6 separate regions of the Mus musculus genome follow, and all the other regions are linked to region 5. The links are chromatin contacts, called in public HiChIP or PLAC-seq, Micro-C and promoter capture Hi-C maps. All regions are on one chromosome and are shown on one strand. The core of a region is the stretch at or near the end of the contact, and the rest is flanking DNA. Distances in the headings are between cores, read along the strand shown.

What was found. Promoter capture Hi-C pulls out the DNA fragments that hold promoters and counts their contacts. A called contact is a pair of places that touch in the nucleus more often than the background predicts. HiChIP or PLAC-seq counts read pairs in DNA pulled down with a chosen protein or histone mark.
Region 1: a contact with region 5 is called in a promoter capture Hi-C map of hippocampal neurons, with 5 times the contacts expected there. The contact joins the promoter of Zfp207 here to the enhancer-like site in region 5. A contact is called at or near these places in 8 of 39 promoter capture datasets (the 3T3-L1 cell line, 3T3-L1-derived adipocytes, cranial neural crest and 4 more), 5 of 115 datasets of contacts at active chromatin or transcription factors (the NIH/3T3 cell line, astrocytes, embryonic forebrain and 2 more) and 1 of 9 other capture datasets (embryonic stem cells).
Region 2: a contact with region 5 is called in an H3K4me3 HiChIP or PLAC-seq map of embryonic forebrain, with 7 times the contacts expected there. The contact joins the promoter of Cdk5r1 here to the enhancer-like site in region 5. A contact is called at or near these places in 4 of 39 promoter capture datasets (embryonic stem cells, hippocampal neurons, second pharyngeal arch cranial neural crest and 1 more), 1 of 15 datasets of contacts at CTCF or cohesin (embryonic stem cells), 14 of 484 Hi-C or Micro-C datasets (the G1E-ER4 cell line, the HL-1 cell line, cerebellum and 4 more), 17 of 115 datasets of contacts at active chromatin or transcription factors (VIP interneurons, astrocytes, craniofacial prominence and 9 more) and 3 of 9 other capture datasets (embryonic stem cells, embryonic tail and embryonic trunk).
Region 3: a promoter capture Hi-C map of embryonic stem cells shows a contact between it and region 5, with 4 times the contacts expected there. The contact joins the promoter of Psmd11 here to the enhancer-like site in region 5. A contact is called at or near these places in 5 of 39 promoter capture datasets (the 3T3-L1 cell line, the SN4741 cell line, embryonic stem cells and 2 more), 2 of 15 datasets of contacts at CTCF or cohesin (embryonic stem cells and large pre-B cells), 15 of 484 Hi-C or Micro-C datasets (the G1E-ER4 cell line, cerebellar granule neurons, cerebellum and 6 more), 4 of 115 datasets of contacts at active chromatin or transcription factors (astrocytes, embryonic forebrain, embryonic stem cells and 1 more) and 3 of 9 other capture datasets (embryonic stem cells, embryonic tail and embryonic trunk).
Region 4: a contact with region 5 is called in an H3K27ac HiChIP or PLAC-seq map of embryonic stem cells, with 3 times the contacts expected there. The contact joins the promoter of Zfp830 here to the enhancer-like site in region 5. A contact is called at or near these places in 3 of 39 promoter capture datasets (the 3T3-L1 cell line and stem cell-derived epiblast-like cells), 5 of 115 datasets of contacts at active chromatin or transcription factors (astrocytes, embryonic forebrain and embryonic stem cells) and 1 of 9 other capture datasets (embryonic stem cells).
Region 6: a contact with region 5 is called in a Micro-C map of embryonic stem cells, with 7 times the contacts expected there. The contact joins the promoter of Rhbdl3 here to the enhancer-like site in region 5. A contact is called at or near these places in 6 of 484 Hi-C or Micro-C datasets (the G1E-ER4 cell line, the P5424 cell line and embryonic stem cells), 2 of 115 datasets of contacts at active chromatin or transcription factors (embryonic forebrain and embryonic stem cells) and 1 of 9 other capture datasets (embryonic trunk).

What each region holds. Positions count from the first base shown.
Region 1 is chr11:80,381,492-80,385,482 of GRCm38.p6, forward strand. Zfp207 (zinc finger protein 207) reads left to right here and starts at 1,788. Exons shown (of 12, transcript NM_001130169.1): 1 at 1,788-2,004. The coding sequence starts at 1,964.
Region 2 is chr11:80,475,232-80,479,141 of GRCm38.p6, forward strand. It overlaps Cdk5r1 (cyclin-dependent kinase 5, regulatory subunit 1 (p35)), which reads left to right and starts at 1,792. Exons shown (of 1, transcript NM_009871.3): 1 at 1,792-3,910. The coding sequence starts at 2,278. The coding sequence ends at 3,201.
Region 3 is chr11:80,426,919-80,430,591 of GRCm38.p6, forward strand. It overlaps Psmd11 (proteasome (prosome, macropain) 26S subunit, non-ATPase, 11), which reads left to right and starts at 1,697. Exons shown (of 14, transcript NM_178616.3): 1 at 1,697-1,837. The coding sequence starts at 1,747.
Region 4 is chr11:82,762,808-82,766,426 of GRCm38.p6, forward strand. Zfp830 (zinc finger protein 830) reads left to right here and starts at 1,538. Exons shown (of 1, transcript NM_025884.4): 1 at 1,538-3,619. The coding sequence starts at 1,565. The coding sequence ends at 2,656. It overlaps Cct6b (chaperonin containing Tcp1, subunit 6b (zeta)), which reads right to left and starts at 1,514. Exons shown (of 14, transcript NM_009839.3): 1 at 1,284-1,514. The coding sequence starts at 1,420.
Region 5 is chr11:81,610,907-81,614,352 of GRCm38.p6, forward strand. It overlaps a transcript of Asic2 not described here. Among named protein-coding and RNA genes, the nearest start is that of Gm11418, 25 kb to the left of the region's middle. Within about 2 kb of position 1,770, at least 89 of the 459 cell types and tissues checked have an H3K27ac peak or open chromatin away from gene starts, as enhancers often do. A contact at or near this core is called in VIP interneurons, cerebellar granule neurons, cerebellum and 9 more, where this site is marked.
Region 6 is chr11:80,299,508-80,303,365 of GRCm38.p6, forward strand. It overlaps Rhbdl3 (rhomboid like 3), which reads left to right and starts at 1,405. Exons shown (of 9, transcript NM_139228.3): 1 at 1,405-1,764; 2 at 3,157-3,180. The coding sequence starts at 1,654.

The sequences.
Region 1 (3,991 bases), core at 538-3,037, 1.2 Mb before region 5:
TTCTTTCTCTCTTTTACTGATTTGTTTATTGTTTGTTTGTTTGATAAGACAGGGTTTCTCTGTGTAGCCTTAGCTGTCCTGGAACCCTCTGTAGGCCAGGCTGGAGATCTGCCAGCCTCTGCCTCCCAGTGTTGGGATTAAAGGCAAGGCTGTGACTCTACATTTTTAAAGCACAAGCTTGTAGAGTCCTATTGATTCCACTTATGGGGTTCATCTCATGAAAACAGGGTAGTGTCCTAGCAACCGTATGAACTCAGAAACATCAGATTCTCATAGATCTGTGCAAACACAGTATAGGTTGTCCCGAAGACAGAATTCAGACAGAATTGAAAGGCAACCTAAGACTTTGGGCGGCAGTATTAGAAAATTGTAAAAGTTAAAAAAAGGAGTAATTAAGCCAGGCAGTGGTGGTCCATGACTTTAATCCTAGCACTTGGGAGGCAGAGGCAGGCGGATTTCTGCTTTTGAGGCTAGCCTGGTCTACAGAGTGAGTTTCAGTGCTCTTAACAGCTGAGCCATCTCTCCAGGCCCCTCAATCTTACTTTTAAATGAAGTTTCATGTATCCCAGGCATTATTTAATTCACTATGTAACTGAGGTTAGACCTTTAACTCCAGCCTCAGCCTCCTGGAATTCCCTGATTGCAGGCATGTTCCACCAACATTTTTTGTTTGCGAACCTTTCTGTGGTTTCAAGAGACTTCAGCATATACAATATCCAATTCTCTTACACTCTTCCTTGCCACATTTTCCAGGATTATCTTTTGCCAGCAACACTTTTCCTGTCTTGTTACTTTTAAGTTCAAATCCTCAAACACTGCATTTTATCAGTAATTAAAACTTCGATACAAGGTTTCTCTACATAACCCTGAATGTTCTATGTAGGCAGGAACCTGGCTATACATTCAGATCCACCAGCCTCAGCCTTTTGAGTGCTGGGATTAAAGGCATGCACCATCCATGCTTGGCTCACTGCATTTTAAAAAAAAAATTTTTTTTTTTTTATTCAAAGACAAGATCAGGCTTTGTTCTCCAGGCTAGCCTCTAAGTCTTAGCCTCATAGCATTTTCTGTCTTGGCCTTCTGAGTGCTGGGACAACAGACACAAGACCCAGGTAATAAGATAACTTAAGCTTTCTCCCACTGCATCTTCTTTCATCTTTCTAAACATTCCTATGTTCTCCGAAGCCGCTTAAGGATTGCCTTTTTGCGATTCTGAAGCACTTCACATTTCCCTTATCGCTACTGCTGATCTCACCCATACTGCTTCCTAGACTGTGGTTCACTGAAAAAAAAAACGGTAACTCTTCCTTGACCATATACGCCCCACTCCCGAAAGGCAACTGAAACAAGATTTAAAAATTGACCAGGTCGCAATCCGGGCGTGTGCCTTTAATCCCAAACAGTCGCTGGCAGGCAGAAGCAGGCGCATCTTTGAGTTTGAGGCCAGCTTGGTCATTTCCTCTATCAGCAGGGCTATGAAGAGACCCATCTCAAAAAATAAAAGCAAAACACACAACAGCAAAAAACAAAACAAAACAAAACCCAAATTGACCATGTCCCAATTATCTTTATTTATTTGTAATCTATCCTTAATTATACTCCTAATCTTTTCCTCCCTTCAATTTGCATACGGGATAGCCGACGTACTGGATGACCCAAGCTCTAAAGGATCAGCGTCCTCAGCCCGGGAGCGCCACCACCACTTAACCCCATTAAGATGGCGGCAGCGCCCGCTCAGCCACTCAGGGCCGAAGCCTGCGTCACGTGACCCGCACAGCTCTCACCGCGGTGGCTGATGGGAGGTGGAGATAGAACGAGGGTGTCGGCCATTTTGTGTCTGTTTCCTGCGGGACGCGCTGGTGGCGGTTGGTGTGGAGAACTCTGCGAGTCTCTTGGGTTTTTTGTTTTTTGTTTTTTCCAGCTTCTTTCCGCCTCTATTCTGCCTGTTCTGTAGGGCGCAGTTATGGGTCGCAAGAAGAAGAAGCAGCTCAAGCCGTGGTGCTGGTATCCTTTGTGGGGTTGACGTGGAGGCCGAGCGTGGGTGTCGCTTCTTGAGAACACAAGTCTGATAGGTTTGGGTTAAGCCTGTTTGGTAGGGCCCGGCCGGGCCCAGCCGAGCCTTTGTGCTGTGGCTGGGTTAGGATTTGGGGTGGTTTCTTGTAAAATGGGGTTCTTCGGGCGAGAGGGCTCCGGAGTTTGGTGGCGCTGAACTCGGTGACTCAGGCGCTTGTTTGTCGCGATCATTGGGCCTGGAGACGTTCCCCAAGTGCAGTCGTCCCTAAGAACTCCTGTCTCCGTTGTTTCGTTGAAGACCCCACAAAGGGACTTGAGTTTGGGGTAAATGTCCTGACTCCCTGGATAATTGAACTGTGACTAGCCCCCCCCCCCTCGCGGTGAAGAATCGGCTTCCGCCTCTCTTTCGGGCGCCTTAATCTTGGGGAAGCGGTTGCTTAACTGGGTGGAGTTTCTATTATCGTTACCCAATTTTGTAGGACTGGTTAAACTGTTAAGAAGGAAAACAATTTTCTCTCTTTTTTTTTTTTTTTTTTTTTTGTGGATAACGTATTACGCTAAACTGATTTTTTTTAATCTATTACAAGAAAACTATTTGTCTCAAGACAAATTTGTTTTTAAAATAGTTAAGTAGCTAAAAATCCGTCACGAATTATTTAATGCACTCACAGAAAAAGTCTTGCGAGGTCAGAACTCTTAGTATATGCGAATTTACATTTCCTGAATGCATAGATTAATAATGAAACTGGAAGAAATTTTATGGATTCTTAGTTGAATGTGCCCTTTGTCATGAGTTGTATAATGGATTATGAATTCCCAGTTTCAACTCTATTGTATATTTAATGAATTGTGAAATTGCCTCCCCCCCCCCTCTGTCTTTTTATTTGGGATTGGGGGTCTGGTTGTCTGGAAATTGCTCTGTCCACCAGGCTGGCCTCCGCCTGTCTCTGCTTCCCCAGTGCTGGGATTGAAGGCATGGATCACCACTGCCCAGTTTGAAGTTGCCTTTTCTTTTGAAAAGAAATATTTTGAGTTAGTCTTGCTGTCTGACCTGGCACTCAGAATAAATATCTGCCTTTGCATGTGGAGTGTTGAAATCAAAGGCATGGGGTATGCCAGGCTAAAAGATTTTTATTTGGGCTTATGATCTTAGACTGCATACCAAGTTTATCTAGTTCAGATGTAGTCATTCCTGCCACAGATTGCCTGCAGTGTGCCACTGGTCCTGGCTCACTTGATTTTGGTTAACCCTTTCTCCTTCATGGAACTCCTTTTATTTGTTTTTGTTCTTTAAGACAGGTTTTCTCAGTGTGTCTCAGTCTGTCCTGGAACTTGCTCTGTAGGCTAGCCTGGCCTGAAATTTAAGAGTTCCACTTGTTTCTGGCTCCCAAGTGCTGCGATTAAAGGCACTACTGTCTAGCTGACACTCTTAGCATGTACATTTGTAAATGTTGAAATAATTTAAAGGTCAAAATTTGGGGTGTGTGTGTGTTCTTTGTGGCAGGGCTTCATGCTATGCTGGATCACAAAACTTGAACTCTTGGTTCATCCATGTAGCCTGACTGCCCTGGAACTTACTCTGTAGATCAAGGTGGCCTCATTCATATTTGCCTGGTTTTGCCTCCTGAGTGCTGGGATTAAAGGCATGCACTACCATAGCCCCGAAAATCTGTAAATGCATGTTTCTCCTGCCTCCACTTGTGCTGGGGCTTTGTAGGTGTGCCCTACACCCAGCATCCAAACTGCTGGAAGTTGACCAGCCCATTGCATGCTAGACAAGTACCCTAACAATGGAGCTACGTTCTCAGACCGGGAGGTACATGATTAATGTAATTTCCAAATATAAATACTAAAACTGAATTGTTTTTTGTTTTTTTGATTTTTCGAGACAGGGTTTCTCTGTAACCCTGGCTGTCCTGGAACTCACTCTGTAGACCAGGCTGGCCTTGAACTCAGAAATCCACCTGCCTCTGCCTCT
Region 2 (3,910 bases), core at 542-3,041, 1.1 Mb before region 5:
CGCATGTGGCCGTGCTGGAGAAGGCCCGTGACCTCTAGGATTGAATTGTAAAAGCTGGAATTCAGTTGCAGGCAACAGCAGGCCCGGGTCTTTCTAATGGGTGGATCTCTGCCTTTGGAGGGCTGTGTATAATTAGGGAAGTAGAACACATTTAACTTTTGCTTAATCCTGGAATTTGAAGGGGACCATAAGCATGAAGTCAGCTCAGAGGCTGGTTTTTAGCGGTTGCCTTTCCAGGTAGAAGAAACATTGGGGGAGCTGGTCTGAAAGGCCTTAGGAAGATGGCTTACAGCCTACTATGATGAAAAGGAAGAGACCCAGGGCCGCCCTACTGAAGAGCAGCTAGGGGGTTGAGTCTGACCCTTGAGGCTCGGTCTCAGTGTCAGTGTTGAGAGCGCTCTTGGAGAGGGTTTTCGTTGGAGCTGGTATGGTGGCTCATGCCTGAATCCTAACTGAACATTGAAGCAGGAGGATGGCAAGGTGCTGGCGGCCTGTGTCTCAAGGAAAGGTTCCAAGTCATGGATTAATTTTGAGCAGAGTTGTTAGAAAGCCAGTGTGACACTGGCCTTCATTCCCCGTCCCCCAATGTAATTATTTACTCTCCCCCTTCCCGGTTTGAGTTGAAGTCTCCATCCTCACCACAGCACGTCCTACTACTGGCTCTGGACCATACTCCAGAGCTGTGAGCTAACACTTCATTATTTCGTTTATAGGTTACCCAGTGTCAGGTGCTGTGTTCTAGTAATAGCAGGTACCACTCTGTTCTATGAGAAACATTGTTAGGAAGGGGCCACAGCGAAGCTAGCCATCCTGTGTGCTTGGTAAGGTCCTGGAAAAACTTTTTTTGGGGGGTGGGGTGGGGTGGTAACAGGGCAGGGCACTTACCTCTCTGGTCACCCTGGTCCCTAACCTGGAAGTACTTAAGCCTAATGACCTCAACAAGATTCTTGTTTTGGGTGTTTTCAGGAATTCTCTCAGGTTCGGAGTTGGGAGTCTGAGTTAAGATACAGGTTGGCTTATTTGACAATTTGGGTCTCCAGAACCAGTCCAGAATGAATGACTTGTAATTCGGCAGTGGCCTTTGTGAAGGACATGGAGGCTGATTGTGAACTATGTGTCGGTAGTCAGAACCAGATTTTCTTGCAATTTTACTGTCATCAAGTTTTAAAATGGGCAAATAAGAAACTGGCCTAAAGGCGCAGCAGCTTCAATTTTGACAGCCTCCGTGATAGGATCTCTAGGCCGCCCTCATCCTTCTGGCCTGGCTTTCCTAGAGTCTTAATGGGTGCCGGGCTTTTACGCTGATGCTGATTGCGGCTCTTCCTTTCTCCAGCGCCCGGGCCAGCTCTCCGCACCGCCCGCAGCCTCTGCCAAGGGGGCCGCGGCGGGAACAAAGGCAGCACGTGTCTGGGCGGGGCCCGCCCTCCGCCCCGCCCGCCCCCTCGCCCTCCCGCCCGCCCTCCCGCCTGGAGAGCTCCGCTGCGCGGCGCCGGAGCTCACGAGGCCGGGCTCCGCGCGCGGCGCAGGCACCTTCCAGGTGGAGACCCGGCTTCGCGCGTTCCCGCCGCCCGCGCCGTGTCCCGTAATGGGCGCGCCCACTAGAGGCGCCACCGTGCGCCGCTCGCGCTGAGGGACGCGAGTGGCGGCGACCTGGCGGCGAGACCGAGCGGGCGTGTGGACCGCGCGCGCGATCCGGAGAGGCGGCTTGCAAGGCGCGCGCCGGGGCGGGGCGGGGCGGGGCCGGCGGGCTCGCGGCGGAGACGCAGGCGGGGGCCGGGCGGGGGCGGGGCCGCGGCGTCTGCAGAACCTTGGACAGAAGCAGGGAGCCGCCGCCGCGCCGAGTCGAGCACCCGGGCCGCGGCGCGCATTGCGGAGGGCCTGGGACGCAGCGGCTGCGCCTGCCGCGGGAGCCTGCCTGACTGCGGGTAAGCCTGCGCGGACCGGGGCCGTGTGCGCGGCCTGGTTGGATTCCTGCTGCGGAGGCCACTGCGGCTCTTTGACCGGTGCCGCAGTGGAAGCACAGGCTGGGGCTCGACGGGGCCGCAGCCCGGGGGTTCGGGCCTCGGAAGTGCGAGCGGAGGGGCGCGGCGTGGAGCCCCGCCCGGGGCTGAGAACCATCTTGTTTTCCACGCAGATCCGCAGGACTAAACGCGTCGTGTCCCGGGAGCGCCTCCTTTCTCTCTGCGGCCGCTACAGGCTCGGTAAGCCTTTACCCCCCTCCAGCCGGCAGGCTGGGCGCGCGGGGGTGCCGGCCCCTGCCGGGCGCGCAGTGGCACCATGGGCACGGTGCTGTCCCTATCCCCCAGCTATCGGAAGGCCACACTGTTTGAGGATGGCGCGGCCACCGTGGGCCACTACACGGCCGTGCAGAACAGCAAGAACGCCAAGGACAAGAACCTGAAGCGGCACTCCATCATCTCGGTGCTGCCTTGGAAGAGGATCGTGGCGGTGTCAGCGAAGAAGAAGAACTCCAAGAAGGCGCAGCCCAACAGCAGCTACCAGAGCAACATCGCGCATCTCAACAATGAGAACCTGAAGAAGTCGCTGTCCTGTGCCAACCTGTCCACATTCGCCCAGCCCCCGCCGGCTCAGCCGCCCGCACCCCCAGCCAGCCAGCTTTCTGGCTCCCAGACTGGGGTCTCCTCTTCTGTCAAGAAGGCCCCGCACCCTGCCATCACCTCTGCAGGGACACCCAAACGGGTCATCGTCCAGGCGTCCACTAGTGAGCTGCTGCGCTGCCTGGGTGAGTTTCTCTGCCGCCGGTGCTACCGCCTGAAGCACTTGTCCCCAACGGACCCCGTGCTCTGGCTGCGCAGCGTGGACCGCTCCCTGCTTCTGCAGGGCTGGCAGGACCAGGGTTTCATCACACCGGCCAATGTGGTCTTCCTCTACATGCTCTGCAGGGATGTCATCTCCTCTGAGGTGGGCTCCGACCATGAGCTCCAGGCTGTCCTGCTGACCTGTCTGTACCTCTCCTATTCCTACATGGGCAATGAGATCTCCTACCCGCTCAAGCCCTTCCTGGTAGAGAGCTGTAAGGAAGCCTTTTGGGACCGTTGCCTCTCAGTTATCAACCTCATGAGCTCCAAGATGCTGCAGATCAATGCCGACCCACACTATTTCACACAAGTGTTCTCTGACTTGAAGAATGAGAGCGGTCAGGAGGACAAGAAGCGACTCCTCCTGGGGCTGGATCGGTGAGCCCCTGTAGCCGGTATCCTGGCTCAAGGATTCCACTTGTTTTTAAATTTTATTACTAAAAGAATCAAGTTTTGTGTACAGTATGTGTCTAGCAGAGCCACCAAGGGCCTCTTCCCACGTTCTTTCCTTGGGGTTTTTTTTTAGCCCTTTCAAGAACTCTGGGGACTTTCGAACTGATGAACCTTGCGCGAACCCAAAAGATGCATTCAGAGCCACTTCGGCTGCTGACCACTCACTTTCCGGGACTCAAGGGACTGACTTGCCCATGTCACCTGTACCCACGATGGATCCAGGGTAGATGAGGCTTCCCACTGTCCCATGATCGGAGCTGGGGCCCATGGCTGGTGGCCCTGGAGGAATCAGCCCTTTTCTGGGTATTGTTTCTCTTGAAGGCTCCTGGAGCTGGCTGTCCTGACTCAGGATCCAGGAGGTTGTGAGTGAGGCAAGATCTGCACAGCCCTGGGGCATCAGTGCAGGAGCCTGCAGAGACTGCTGATGACTGTTGACCATGCACGGCCCTGGTTTGCTGCGTGCTTTTTTAGGGAGAAGGGCTTTCCTTTCCTGGCAGGACAGAGCTCCCCTCCCATCCTTTTGTCTCTGCTCCCACGTTAGTGCTGGTTAATGAGGTGGTTTGCTCATTAGATTCCTCACCCGTTTTGGGTCCCAGCTAAAGGATGAGGTGAAGCTAGGGGCAGCTCCTTCCCTGAGC
Region 3 (3,673 bases), core at 447-2,946, 1.2 Mb before region 5:
CACAGAGAAACCCTGTCTCGAAAAACAAACAAACAAACAAGCAAACAAACAAAACAAAACAACAACAAAAAAGAAAGAAAGAAAGAAAGAAAGAAAGGAAGAAAGAGAGAAAGAAAGAGAGAAAGAAAAGATACAGAAGCTGGAGACTGGTTGTGGTGGCACACGCCTTTAATCCCAGCACTTGGGAGGCAGAGGCAGGCGGATTTCTGAGTTCGAGGCCAGCCTGATCTACAAAGTGAGTTCCAGGACAGCCAGGGCTATACAGAGAAACCCTGTCTCAAAAAACCAAAAAAAAAAAAAAAAAAAAAAAGAGACAGAAGCTGGAAGTGCCTTTAATTCTAGCACCTGGGAGAGGAGAAGGGAAGAGGGCACAGATAAGGGTGCTTGCTGCCAAACATGAGTCCCTGAGTTCAATCTCTGGGCTGGCCATGATTGTGAGTACTGACTTCTGCAAGAGTTCCCTTCTCCATGTGCATGCCATGGCATGTGAGTTCCCACAGACAGACAGACATAGAAGTAAAAACTTAAAAACTACAACAACAAATGAATTCAGTATAGTCTCATTAGCTCTCCATCAGATTGAGAAAGAAGGAATGACTTCTTGGGTGAGTGTGTGTGTGTGTGTGTGTGGGGGGGGGGGGATGATCACAGCATTACACCGAAGTTCATGGAATTTCAGAGTTGGGAGAATTTGGAAGCCAGTTTAGTTCACGTGACACAACAAAGTCAGGACTTCTGTTACCAGCATGGTGGGATATTACCCAGATTTCATTAGAAAATGCAAAGGGTGGGAATGTCTTTCCTACCAGGTCTCAGTTCTGTCAGTCACTTTATTCCCTTCAGTTTCCTTAGGTATTAATTAAATATTTTTTCAAAGACTCTTGTTGAGTATTGTTGGACAAATGAAAGGAGACAGGTATAGAGATTGATTAGTCCAGTCATAGAGGAGTATAATGTTGGTTCTACTTAGTTTTTTATACAGCACAGCTATTTAATTTCCAGATTGTCATCAACTTAGAAGGTCTCCCTCTGTATAGGTTTAGCAACATCTTTAGGTTGATCCTTAGTGATAAGAAACATGCTTTTTTCCCCTTTCCCTTGATATCTTCACAGATATCCTATTACAGTTGAAGGAATTGGAGATACGGGAGGAAAATTTTGTTCTATTGTTGAGCTGGAAAGCTGGTATGAGTCAAATGTGAATCTCAAGAACTATTTAGATTGAATGATTGGGTCAAAGATGACTTTCAATCCACAATGTGAAGCTCTGTCCGATGATGGAATGGCTATTTGTGAAAGACAGTGTTCTTTTACATTGGCGATTTCTTCCGTCCTGGAAGGGAGTGTGTGTATGTGTCCTCCCTGCAAAACATCTGAATGAATCTGAACGGTGCTATTCCTGCCACATAATAGGCAATTTGAAAGATCATCTATCGCTATGAGTGACTGGTTACACGGGGATACTATACAAACAGCCAAGCAGCTTTCCTTGAGTACTCAGCCTCTTTTGGAGTGGTGGGGATTAATTTCGGTTTGTCTCTTCAGATGGCCGCGAGATGGCGATGGGGGAGCTCGTTTGTCGCTTGCGGGACGCTCCTGGGCCACCCACGGGGCAGAGAGACTACAACTCCCGGGGTGCTCGGAGAAGGGAGGCGGGGTCTTCTGGTAGGAACGCGAGGGCGGGTCTTCCGGGTGTGTGTTTCCGGCGTCGGCGGCCGCGGCCGGGGACGGTGTGAGAGCGGTAAGATGGCGGCCGCAGCGGTGGTGGAGTTCCAGAGAGCCCAGTCTCTACTCAGCACCGACCGGGAGGCCTCCATCGACATCCTCCACTCCATCGGTAAAGGGCCTGGCGCCGTCCCCGCGGCTCCGCCGTCCCGGCGCGGCCTGTGTGGGTCGGAGGCGGCGGAGAGGGGCCGGGCTAGCCGGCTATGGTGCTGCTGACTCACTGTGTGTGAGGGGGGCCGGGCTGGGGGCGCAGGCCGCTCGGGGACCCCAGGAGCCCCATGGCTTCCAATCGGGCGGGAAGCCCCTAGGCAGCCGGCCCGTCCACCTGCTGCCTGCTGACTCACGGTGGGCGCAGCGCAGCGCAGCGTGGCGAGCGGGCCGGGCCAGGTTCGCTACCCCTCAAGGGTCCCCGATTGTGGCCCGCGCGAGCTGGCCGGGGGCTGAGAGTGGCGGCCCGGGACAGACGGGTCGGAGAGTGTGTTGTTGAGAGGTCCGGGCGACTGCCGCGCAGGACTGACATTTCCCGCCGTTGTTATCAGCACAGGTTGCTCCGGGTGGGAGCGCGAGCGCTTCTCTTGGAGTTTTCTTCCGGGACGCTGGGAGCTGTCGCTTACAGCCAGCCCTCAGCCGCAGCCGCCGGCAGCAGAGGGCCACTTTCTGGGTGTGGGAAGTTGAGGGGTGCCACACGCTTAAGATTGGTATTTGACCGGTGTAGCTTGTGAGCTGAAGTGTCGTCCGAGTGGGACCGCCGGGACAGAGGAGGTGACTCATTTTTCCCAGTAGGGGTTGAAGTTTAGTTCTGAGTTCTGAGAGGCTGTCGTTCAGGGAACTTTTTGGGACCGGCGGGCCGCACATTGCTGGAGAAAAAGAAAAATTTTAATACCATAGCGTGATTGTCTTAAACCGTAGGGCAACAGGAAAGTTGAAGTAGGAACCTCCAGCCGGTCGCTTTCTACTGGGATTCAGGTGTAAATAGAAATAAGTGGTTGATGGCAGAGAAGGCCTTTTAATATTCATTCCTTAAGGGTTCAGTTAGAGAATGAGCTTCCTCCTGTGGTAATGTGAGGTTTTTTTTTTTTTTTTTTTTTTTGGTTTTTTGAGACAGATTTTCTCCATGTAGCCCTGGCTGTCCTGAAACTTACTTTGTAGACCAGGCTGGCCTTGAACTCAGAAATCCGCCTGTCTCTGCCTCCCAAGTGCTGGCGTTAAAGGCGTGTGCCACTATGCCCGCCCGGCGTGAGCTTTCAAATGTAGCCTGGGAGATTCGGATTGGATCAACAAGTTGTTGGTGAATGCAGGTATATGAGGGACTGCCAGGATGTTGATGCTTATGTTGACTTAACTGAGTTGCTGAGTCTTGAATTTCTGTACACAAGACTTGTACCAAGAAAGGACACTGTCAACAGCTTGAAGTTCTTGACTCTGGGAATACTAGAAAGGAGAGGAGACGAGAGAGCACAGTGCATTGTGAAGGAATCATGAAGAGTTTCATTTCGAAGTTCTGATAGTGTCCGTTTTAGAGCAGAGTACCATAGCCATCGGATGTTTTTACAAAGACATTTTTCTGTGATCACACTTTAATATTTAGATCACACTTTAATATTTAATAATCTGCGGAGCATAAAAGTTTTTTGTGCATAGTGCCTGATTTGTTTGCCTTTCAGAAAGTAGAAATTACTAATAAACATTGCCATTAGAGTATTTCACCTTTATCAGACCCTTTATGAACCTTAACCTATTTTCCAAATGAAACTACCAAACAAATAAGGGAAAAAAAAACAACCCTCTAAAGAAAAGTAAAATACAGATACTATAAAAAGAAAAACAAAACAAAAAAAAGGAGTGGTTGCTCATTATACTAAGAGTCCCCTGCCAGCTCCCCTGTTAGAGTAAGCTTGAGTCATGGTGGGTGACAGCATTACTTTTTCCGGACTCCATCATGAGTATC
Region 4 (3,619 bases), core at 288-2,787, 1.2 Mb after region 5:
TAAATCACCAAGCTTAGTCAATTCTACAATTAAAATGCCTTTGGACATCTCTCTCCAATTTAATTGTTATCCTTCCTAGACTGCTTAGACAGCATCTTGTCTCCTAATTTGAATCAACCCTCCATGCTACATCTTTCTAAAAGGCAATGGGATTCAGTTTCCTGATCACCAATCCTTCAAAGATGTTACATTCTCTACCATCTTCAAGATAAAAATCCAGGTAATTTATCAGTAACATACTTGGCCTTTTCCAAACTCTCCTGTTCCATCCACCATTATTCCCACAGTAGGTCTTTCTGTTCCCTTAATGCATTATAATGTTTATTTCTGGTGGATTTACACCACTAGGAGGTCTTGATTCCTGTCACTCATTCTTCTACAACTCTGATCAAACATCCCCTGATATCTGAGAGGATTTTCCTTCAATCATCGGTAATTGGGCCCTTTCCTCTGTAAAATCATTTGCATCTCTATATAATTGACATACCTGTCACTGCCATGTCACTTTAAGGATACCATCTCAAAGGCTAGAGAGATGGCTCAGCAGTTAAAAAGCACTTATTGTTTTTGAAGAGGATCTGAGCTTGGTCTCCAGCACCCATATCAAATGGCTTACAACTGCCTATAACTCGAGTTCTAGGGATCTGTCACCCTCTGACCTCTGGGGGCATCTGCTCACACCTGATGCACATAAACTCAGACAGATGTGCACACGTAAATATAAATCAGGTTTTTAAAGGAAAGGACAGAAACTATCCCATCTGTTTTTCCAGCATCTAGTGTTAAGTGGACTCGTTTACTATAAACGCTACTTTGCTCATTCCTCTCAGGGTGTCTCTTTCCCAAGAGACCTTTTGATCTCCCCTACTCTTCTTTCTTCGTAAAACAATGGTGCTAAATAAACATATGTCCAAATGGATGACTAAACATGAAGAACTGTAGGTGCGGAGAGTCCCAACTGCTGGAAGATAATGGAACTTGAATTTGAACCTATGCCTGCCTAGCTCCAAAGCCAGTACCACTCCACCACGTCAAAACAATACTGCCTGCGGCGGAGCTGCAGCCCAACGTCTGCTGAGCGCGCGCACAAGGCTAACAGTTTCTATTGACGGAGTCTTTTCTTCGGGGAGGCGCTCTCTTCCTCGGCTAGAGAATCCTAAGAGCAGGAGTGAGAGAGAGGAAACCGGGTGTCTAAATGTCGCAGCATTGCTCACAGGTTTTCACTGATCAGCATCAGAATCAGAGTGAGCCGCGACACCCCGCACACTCTAGCGGCATCTCACATTTTTAGCGCGCCCTTAGGACCCAAGGTGGGACGCAGCACATCCTGCAGCCCACGGGCGGCGCAGATGTTCACAGCCAAGGCCGCTTGGCTCCGGGTCACTTCAGCGCCAGGGTTAGCGATTTTGATCGCAGCCATGGTTCAACAGTCCAGCCCCAAACTTGCCGACTCCGAACCCTGGCGCCACGCCCACACTCCTGAGTGTGGGCCAATCGGCGCCATAACAGGAAGTGACGCTATCACGCCTCGGAAGCTAGACTCGCCTGAGTCCTGGGCGCAAACATGGCGTCCTCCACCTCTACTCGGACTCCGGCTGGGAAGCGAGTGGTGAATCAGGAAGAACTGAGGCGCTTGATGAGGGAGAAGCAGCGCCTGAGCACCAACCGGAAGAGGATCGAATCTCCATTCGCCAAGTACAACCGTCTGGGGCAGCTGAGCTGCGCACTGTGTAACACCCCGGTCAAGAGCGAGCTCCTGTGGCAGACCCATGTTCTGGGAAAGCAGCACCGGGAGAGAGTAGCGGAGCTGAAAGGCGCCAAAGGAGCAACCCAGGGCCCGTCGACCGGCACTGTACCTCAGGCCACCAAGAGGAGAGCGACGGATGTGGAGAGCCAAGACGCCAAGAAAGCCAAGGCCTCCGCGGGACCTCAGGTACAGCCCTCCACCTCAGCCTCGTCCGCCAACTTGGATGCCGCTAGGGCGGCCCCCAGTAAACCTGGACTCGGTTTACTGCCTGATTATGACGATGAGGAAGAGGAGGAAGAAGAGGGAGGTGGAGAAGAAAGAAGGGACAGCAGCAAGCATCTTCCGGATGCACAGGGCAAAGAACACTCGCTTGCCTCTCCGAGGGAGACAACAAGCAATGTGCTGCCAAACGATCCGTTTAATACAAATCCTCCCAAGGCCCCCTTAGTTCCTCATTCAGGGTCCATTGAGAAAGCAGAAATACATGAAAAAGTGGTGGAAAGAAGAGAGAACACCGCCGAAGCATTACCAGAAGGGTTCTTCGACGACCCTGAGGTAGATGCAAAGGTCCGGAAGGTGGATGCCCCAAAGGATCAGATGGACAAAGAGTGGGACGAGTTTCAAAAGGCTATGAGGCAAGTCAACACTATCTCTGAAGCGATCGTTGCTGAAGAGGATGAGGAGGGACGGTTGGACCGGCAGATTGGAGAGATTGATGAGCAGATAGAATGTTACCGCCGAGTGGAAAAGCTGCGGAATCGCCAGGATGAAATAAAAAACAAACTTAAAGAGGTTTTGACCATAAAAGAACTTCAGAAAAAGGAAGAGGAGAATGTGGACAGTGACGACGAAGGAGAATTACAGGATTTGCTGTCTCAGGACTGGAGGGTAAAGGGGGCTTTGCTGTAAGGTTTTGAAGACCCAAGCTTTCCATCAGTCCCCGCTGTCCCTTAAAAAGTGCTGTGTCCAAGTTCTTGGGTTCCTCTGACCTTGGATACCCCTAATTGTTGGGATAAAGTAAGCCAGTGAGGAGTAATACTTTGGGGATGGTACTGTGTGCGGTGCTATTTATTATAAAATGTTTGAGGTAAAACCGTTTTTGACATTTTTGAAATTATAACCACAAATTGCCAACTTTTTCATCTTTACAGGTTCAATGTGGTTTTTCAGTTGTAAAATCTAAGTTGTAAATATTGCACATAGCTAAGTATATATTTATATAAGTCACTCTGTTTTGATCCTTATATTAGTCAGATAAAAAAGACACATGTTTATATGACCTCGATGTATATATATTTTCAAGCCTTAAACTCCAAGGGTTGGCGCTTTGGGAAGGTTGTTTTTAGAAGGCCACTCATAAACACATATTCTTCATAAAGCAGTGGATGGGTATTCTTTTTTCAAAAGCATACAGATGTCCAGACTCCAGCACAGTGTTTCTTTTGACAAGATCAATGATTGCTAAGTTGTACATCAGTATCACCTGTGAAACTTTTGATTGTTCATGGAATGTCAAATCGCCTATGAAGCTTTAGTGCCTGAGCCCCATCTTAAAGAGGTTTTGACCATAAAAGATTCCATAAATTAAATGGGATCCAGATGACAATATTCTTGACTATTCCCAGGTTATTCTAGTATTTGCCCAGGTTGGAGATTCAGCTGCCTTAAGTGTAAAACCTATCTATATATTTTTCAGGCTTTGTTTTCCTTGAACATGCTCTGTAGTTTACTGTACTCCCTGCCCCCGAGTGCTGCTAAACAGATCAGAGCTATGGGAATGCTAGGCAAGTATTCTCCCACCACCAAGCCAGTTTTCAAATGAAGGAAATATTACCCCATTGAGTTGGAAATTTTATTTTTGTGGTAAATCAG
Region 5 (3,446 bases), core at 520-3,019:
GAGCAGAGCTCAGAAGAGCTGGCCCTATCTGGCTGGGATTCTCTCCCTCTCCTGCTCCTGAATTCCTGGCTAGTTCCTGGCAATCCTTGGCTTGGGTTGAGCCTGTGTAAGAGCAGATGCTGTAGCTGATGCTCTCAGGACTGTAGGGAGCATGAGCCTGTGGGAGCCGGGAGCAGTTTGGTGCAAGGCTTCTTGACAATGAAATGAAACTGGAAACATGGACGCCAAATCACGAAACAGCCCTTCCCCATCCAGGAGCTGAGACACTGGGCAAGGCCGGTGGTGCGCTCTTCCCCTCCCATTAGGGCCAAATGGGAAGTGGAAGCGCCTCCTGCTTTCTGAGCTGACGTTCAACTCCAGGACTCAAGATGATAAACACAGGCTTCATTATGCCCCTGTCTTCTTTTGCGGGCTTCTTAAGTGATTAGTGTAATAGTCTGTACACAATAGACTTTTAATTAATTTTTGTGGAATGCATAAATGCATGAACCACCAAGGGAAGGAACTGAAGTCCCTTGTGACAACAATCCCCTGAGCCCATCTCCACTCTATCTTGTAAGGGAAGCCCGCCAGGTAGCGGGCGATACTCAGGGAGGAGGCTTATAGCAGCTAAGGAGGAGTGTATCTGGGGATGGGCTGTCCTTCCTCTGCCTCCTGGGCAGGTGAGCATACATCGAAGCAGCCTTTCATGACTGTGATCTGACAGAGAGAGATTTTGGGATTTCCTCTGGAAATCTATAGCTATATGAGGAGGGGGTTATCCTTTCTCCTGGGGTCTTCTCATGATCATGGCTCTGTCTTACTGCGCCCTCTTCAAGTGAGGTACGGCCGTGTAAGTCATAGGAAAATCACTCCAGGGTCTAATGTCAACAAAGAAGACCATTTCCTCACTGCTCCAGATAGTCCCTTGGACTGTGAAAAACCCTTCCCAACAAGCAAACAAAAATTCCGACCACAGTTAGAAACCAAAGCCCAACAGAGGATTCAGTTCTCTAGAGATTTCTCCAGTGCAAAGCCACTAAGGAAAGGATGGTCTTTGGCCTTTGGGACATCACAAATCCCGTAAGGCTGATGCATGCAGACTACCTCATGCATATGATTGTTACATAGGCAATTCTGAGATGGCACAACTCATGAGATGTCTATCACCTATGTCAGTCAAAGAAAGCCCCGCCCTTTCGGAGACCGCCTCCTGAAAGCTCTTGGGATCTAGAGCCCTGTGCTGGCTGGAGTTTGCCCCTGCTTCTTGGAATGTTTACTCATTCATTTTCGCTTTCATCAACCCGTGCGTTCAAGGATACCACATCGCAGAAGAGCCATGCTGTTTATCCCGAGTCTATCTACCTGTCTTCACCCTGGGGAACCAGACTGTTGATAAGCTAGCTGATCCCTCTCTCCTTTCTTAAGATGTACTATCAGATCTCCCGGCCCCGCCTCCCTCAGCCTCTCCATCTTTGCTTAGTCCCACCCCTCCACTGAGTGCGGAAACAGACACCCATTCATTCCACGGAGCACAAACGATGTGTAGTCGGGAGCAGAGGAGGAGCTCCTAGGATGATGGAAGGGAGTCTCTTCGGGAGTAAAGCCTCCCTTCTCCTCTACCTACTGGGGGCCTAACAGGAGTGCCTGCTGCAGGAGTTAACCTCAGGACTTAGCTTCCGCCGCCCCAAACAGGCCTTTGTACTGCCAAGTCCTTGGATTGTACAAGCTTCTCTAACACTGGGAGTCAAATCAGGATCTGCATCATCTGTGTAGCTCCCTCCCACGCCTGAGTTGTCCCTGGCTGGAGGCAGGATCTCTAGACATCTCCCGTTACTTGGGGGGAAGTCAGCAGCCCTGCAGCTGGGGTGAAGTGCTTTCTAGGAAGTTCTAACCCCTATGTGTCTTCATGCCCAGGGCTCTACAGTTTATAATGCCACCATCCGGAACCTATGGCCCTAACCCAATTTCGTTTGCATTTTCATTCCTTTGACCCTAGACCACTAAGCCGGAAAGCGCTGCCTCAGACCAATTAGGATCCCTAGTTATTTCTGAGTATTCCTTTAGGTGAGGCTTTTACAGGCTCTCTTCTGCACCAAGCTTCAGGCCGCTTGGGTCCGTGGGTGTTTCATCTTCCTAATAAAATCCATCCATCCATCTTCCCGAAGAAGCAGATATCCCAGGGCTAGACTAGGGAAATAAAGTAATAACGTTATCGGCCTTCACAGAGCTATTTAAATACAGACCCGGTTGCTGGGGAGATGAAAGGGGGCCCCTTTTGTTATGAAAATGAAGGGAGTGGGGAGGGGTTCTGTTTGTGTTTTGATATGTTAATATGCCTGGAAGCCACCCAGGGTGGGCAGTGCTGGGGAGGCTGAGTCGCAAGGCATATTTATTTGTGCAGTTTAATTTAACAGCTAGGCTACAACGGGAGCTGCAATCGGGATTGTGTAAAGATAATTACAGCCCCATTATTAATCAGATGCCTGCAGGAGATGGCTTGCTAGCTCGCGGCTCCCCGGGCTGCATGCAGATCAGCAGCCAATCTGACACAGCATCTTTGTGGTCTCATTCTGCCATCTAGTGGCTGTTTCAGGAATTGCCCAGGGAAGATCATTCTAATTTGAAGTTCCTTTTTAAACAATGGGACGACATTCTAGAAGAAAAGGCAATTGCTGCAGCTTCTGAAAAGATAAGATAGGGAAAGGTTTGGAATCACATCACCAGTTTGCCACTTTTTAGTGATTCTGAGCTTGAAGTCGGAGAAAGTAACATATTTTTGATTGGATTCTGCCCCCCCCCCTCCGTCCCCCGCCCCGACCCCGGGGAACCTGAGTCTTCTAAAGAGTTCATGAACTATATACATAAACACACTGTGCTTTTCCATTCTTTTCTCTTCCATCTTTCCCGTTCTTCAGCTTTGTATCATGTTTTAGTTTCATTTTTCTCTTGTCTCTTGGATTAAAATCTTGCTTTTGTTTTGCGTTTTTCCCTGAGTCGAATGACTTGGGGCAGGGGGTATAAATCAGAAACAACCACACTCAGTCGAGCAAGGTTGGCATGTCCCTGCATTCCCAGCACTTAGGAAGTTCATGCAGGAAGAGCTGGGGTTCAAGGCTGGCTTGATCTACCCAGTAGAAACCTTACACCTGCCGAGGGTGGGGCACGCCCAGCATGAACTGACTGCAGCGAGGAAAAGGACACCCTGAGCCTCCTGAGGGGGAGGCCAGATGTTCAGCGAATGCTGGGCCCCCACACAGCATGGGAATAATAGAATGGGGAACCAGGAAGAGAGGCAGACACACAGTTAGGTGAATATCCTTTTGATTTGACTCTTGTTAACACTGTCCTTTCAACCCTCCACACCGGCCCATTAAACCCCAAGACAGCAGAGTGGATGGAGGTAGGAGGAGGGGAGAGAGGAACAACCTCCATCTGGGAGGTCACCATGAGGATCAAGGTAGATG
Region 6 (3,858 bases), core at 155-2,654, 1.3 Mb before region 5:
GCAGGGGAGGTAGAGACAGGGTCCCTGGCCCTCAGGGCCCCAGCAGTTGCTTATCCTAATAGGCTTTTTTATCAGAAAGAATTCAGCCTCTCTTCTGTCCCCTGAAGGCAGTTTTCAAAAAAATCACACCCCCATGCAGACAGTTTTATTTACAAGGAAATCTTGGCAGGATCTTGACTTGTTAGTAGAGTAGAGATGGGGGAGGGGTGGCAAGAAACAAAAATAGTTGGAATGATCACACTTTCTGAAACCGAGATGAAAATTGGTGTCTGTTGCAAACTCACCTAATTAGGATGGAACTGATTTCCTTCTGGGTTTAAGAGGAGTAGTCAGTGCTGGGCGAGATGGTCACAGGTTGGATCCTGGGTTTGCACGATGTGGTTACATTTGCGTTATGAAAATGAAGGTGTTAATTGCAACTTCTGATAATAATAATAATCCTTTGGACGTCGAGAGGGGTAATGATGATGCGGAGAGGTTGAAGGGCTTTGGTTCTGTATGTAGGCTGCCGGAGGAGCGGGGGTGGGGGTGTGTGTGGGTGTGGGGAGTGTGGGAGGGGGAGGGGCGGCTGAACCAGGACTGAGCCCCTGAGCCTCCCTTGAGGAGCATCTACCCCAGCCCGGGCACTGGCACAAATTATAGTTAGGTGGGAAGATCGCTTTTCCCACAGGTACTCTGTCTCCCATTTTTCTTCTTTAAACATCCTTTAGTACTTTGCTAACTTCATTCCTGGTTTTTAGTTTTAGTTTTTTGTTTTTGTTCCCCACCACCCCCACCCCCACCCCCGGCCAGCTCTCCCCCCACCCCGCAATCCCTCCCCGGCACTCCACCCCTCCGCTCCTGTCTGGCAGGGCACTACTTTCCTGGATTTAACATGGTCGAGAAACCTGAAGATAGCATACAGCTCTAGATGGAGAGGTAGGGCAAAGGTTAGGATTTAGGGTCCCAAACCACCTGACCTTTCTCTCATCTCTAGGCTTTCCCAGACCTCCCAGAATCCAAGACCACAGCGAACAGAGAGAGGTCTTAAGGGTGGCTGGTGGAATCCAATTTTCACATCTCACTCTCAATTCAGTCCTATTTAACCCTGACATGGCCAACTTCGTGAGAACCTCGCTTCTGCCTCCGTCACACAATCTGCTGCTTCCAAGTGATGGTTAACCCGGTGCTGAGCTGAGCAGGCTGAGGGCAACGCAGTCCCCATCTCCGGGCGGGAGGAGCGGCGGCTTGTCGCTCGCCTCCCGGCAGCCAGCCCTCCCTCTTTCCCTCCCTCCCTCCCCGCGGGCGGCCTGGGGGGGCGGGGGCCCCGCGAGCAGCCCCGCCCCCGCCGCGCGCCACCCCGGAGGAGTCCGTGGGGAGGAGGAGGCTCGCGCGCAGAGCGGGGGCCGCGCGGAGCGGGAAGGAGCGCGGGGAGCGGTAGGGCCCGGCTGGCCCAAGGGCGCCCTGCCTCGGGCCCGCGACAGAGGCCAAGAAGTTTGGCGGCTAGGGGCCCAGCGCCCCGGGTCGCGGGGGCCGCAGTGAGGGCGGTGGGGAGAGCAGAACCATGGGAGCGAGCGCGGAGGCGGCGAGGGGCGCAGCTAGCTCCTGGAGCAGCACGGCCGCGGCGGCGCAAAGTTAGCCCGGCGCCCCGGGACGAGCGCCGCAGTCTGGGCCATGGGCGAGCACCCCAGCCCCGGCCCCGCAGTGGCCGCCTGCGCGGAGGCTGAGCGCATCGAGGAGCTGGAGCCCGAGGCCGAGGAGCGACTGCCCGCCGCGCCAGAAGACGTGAGTGCCCCCTCCTGTGTCCCTCAAACTTTCTGGGGGGCGCCACGCGGGGAGACGCCACTGCCTCAGCTCCCTACCCCGCAGACAACTTAGAGGCTTCAAGGTTATGTCACCGGAGCGTCCGGGATGAGTCGGGGGTCCCCGAGGGTAGGAGAGATAGGTCTCCCCCAAATGCAAGCGCGCGCTCCCCACCCCGCTCGGGTTCCCGCGGCTTCACTGCGGGACACAGCCCGGGCCACTGCGCCGGGAACCTGTCGGCTGCCGAGCCCCCTCCCCGCGGCTGGTGCAGTGCCCGGGACACGGCGTTTTCCTGCAGAGGCGGCCGCGTCACTGTAGTGACTTCCCCTCCCCTCCCCTCAGCGACCTGCGGACTCTGCAAGCCCGGGGAAGGAACCGGCGCCGCAGATGCCCAGTCTCTGATCAGCGCAGACCGCTCTGGAGACCCCTTCTCGGCTGCCAGATTAGCTCCCGCCGGCGTCAGTCCGGTCGCGACACTGATTGAAATTCAAACTGATCTCAGTCCCTGAACCCAGCCAGAGCTAGCTGGGTCGAAATGCTCCCAGCAGGGGGCTCAGGAGTCCCTGACCACCTCGGTGCCAGGAACGGTCCCCTGGGGCAGGGTAGGGAGGGGTTACTCCAGAGGGCTTTCCTGCCATCTGCCGCTTAGATCTCTTGTCTGCTGTCCTGGGAGGCGAGGCAGGATCTGGAAAGCCCCGGGTGCTTGAGTTGATGAAACTACTCCCTCTCGGCACCCTGCCTCGGACCTGTCCCTCCTTCAGAGTAAAATTAAACCAGAAACCCCAGCCTACGAAACCACAGCCAGCAAATCTGAATGGGCCGGGAGTCTAACATCTCTCGGGTTTGCGTAACTAAACCTGTCACTTTGTCCTGGCCCTAACTCCTGAGAGAGTCTTCTGTATTCAGTACTTGCACTCAGTCTTGGAAGCATATTGGGGAACACACACACACACACACACACACACACACACACACAGAGTGCTCAAGCAGGGGCGAGTCTCCTGAGCAGAGTCCTCCAACAGACAAGGTCTGAAGGTGTACTCCGGGAGTAGATGTGGACGTGACCTTTCCGTAGCAGAAGTTATCAGAAACCCGGAGACACGGTTGGGAATCGTCCTTGTTCTCATTCCAGCATCTGACTGTGTTCCCCCCCCCCAAAAAAAAACACCCCATTCCCACACCGTACTGTGCGAGTTCTGCCTTCGCTCACACGGGGACTTTTCAGGTTTCATCTGGGGGGCCCCTGAACCTGATTCTGACTGCTGGGCAACAGCTGGGAGGTGATGTCAGAAACCTCAGGGGTCTACAGAAACCTTGGTGATAAGTGCCTTTCTTTCTCTTCTTCCTCTCCCGCATGGCCTCCCTCTCTACCAGCACTGGAAAGTCCTGTTTGAAAAGGTATGTGAGCAGTTAAATACCTTTCTTCTTCCCAGCCCTGCCTGAAACCGGTCTCAGTCTTCCTGCTTGACTGCGTGGGCTTTCCTAGCTCAGTGCTCCGGAGATGGTGACGTGCTATGGAGGCGTGGCTTAATACATCTAGGGCGGAGCCACACGGTGCTCTGGGTATCCGGAGACAGCAGTAGGCTCCCTAGAGAGAAATCGTTCATCCCTACAAATTCTTCTTGCACCATGGCTGGGCTTACGCCACCCAGAGATTGGACAACTTGTATTAAAGTTTTCGCTATGCAAGAGGAGAGGATTGCAGTGGGAGGCTGGGGGGAGGTGGGGGAAGGGGCATAAAAGAATCATTTGGCTCCTTTTCTGCTCCTATTATAAAAAATGCTTTGCCCCAGTAACATGAAATCTCTGTCTTCCTTGGGGAGGAGGATCTACTCACAAAATGGGCTCTTCCGAAGGCTGATCTTGTGTCTCGTTCTGCAGTGGGGATGGGCCAGTGCTGGGCAGTTACAAATGAAAAGTAGGATGTGGTCATTTGCAGCGCCTGGAGGAGAGGGGTGAGGAGTTGGTGAGGTTAGAAATGCCAAGTGTTGGGTTCTTTTCAGCTTGGTACTTGGGTTCTGCTAGATTGCCTCTCCATGCTTGAATATAGTCCAGGAGAAGTGACAGGAAGGTGCC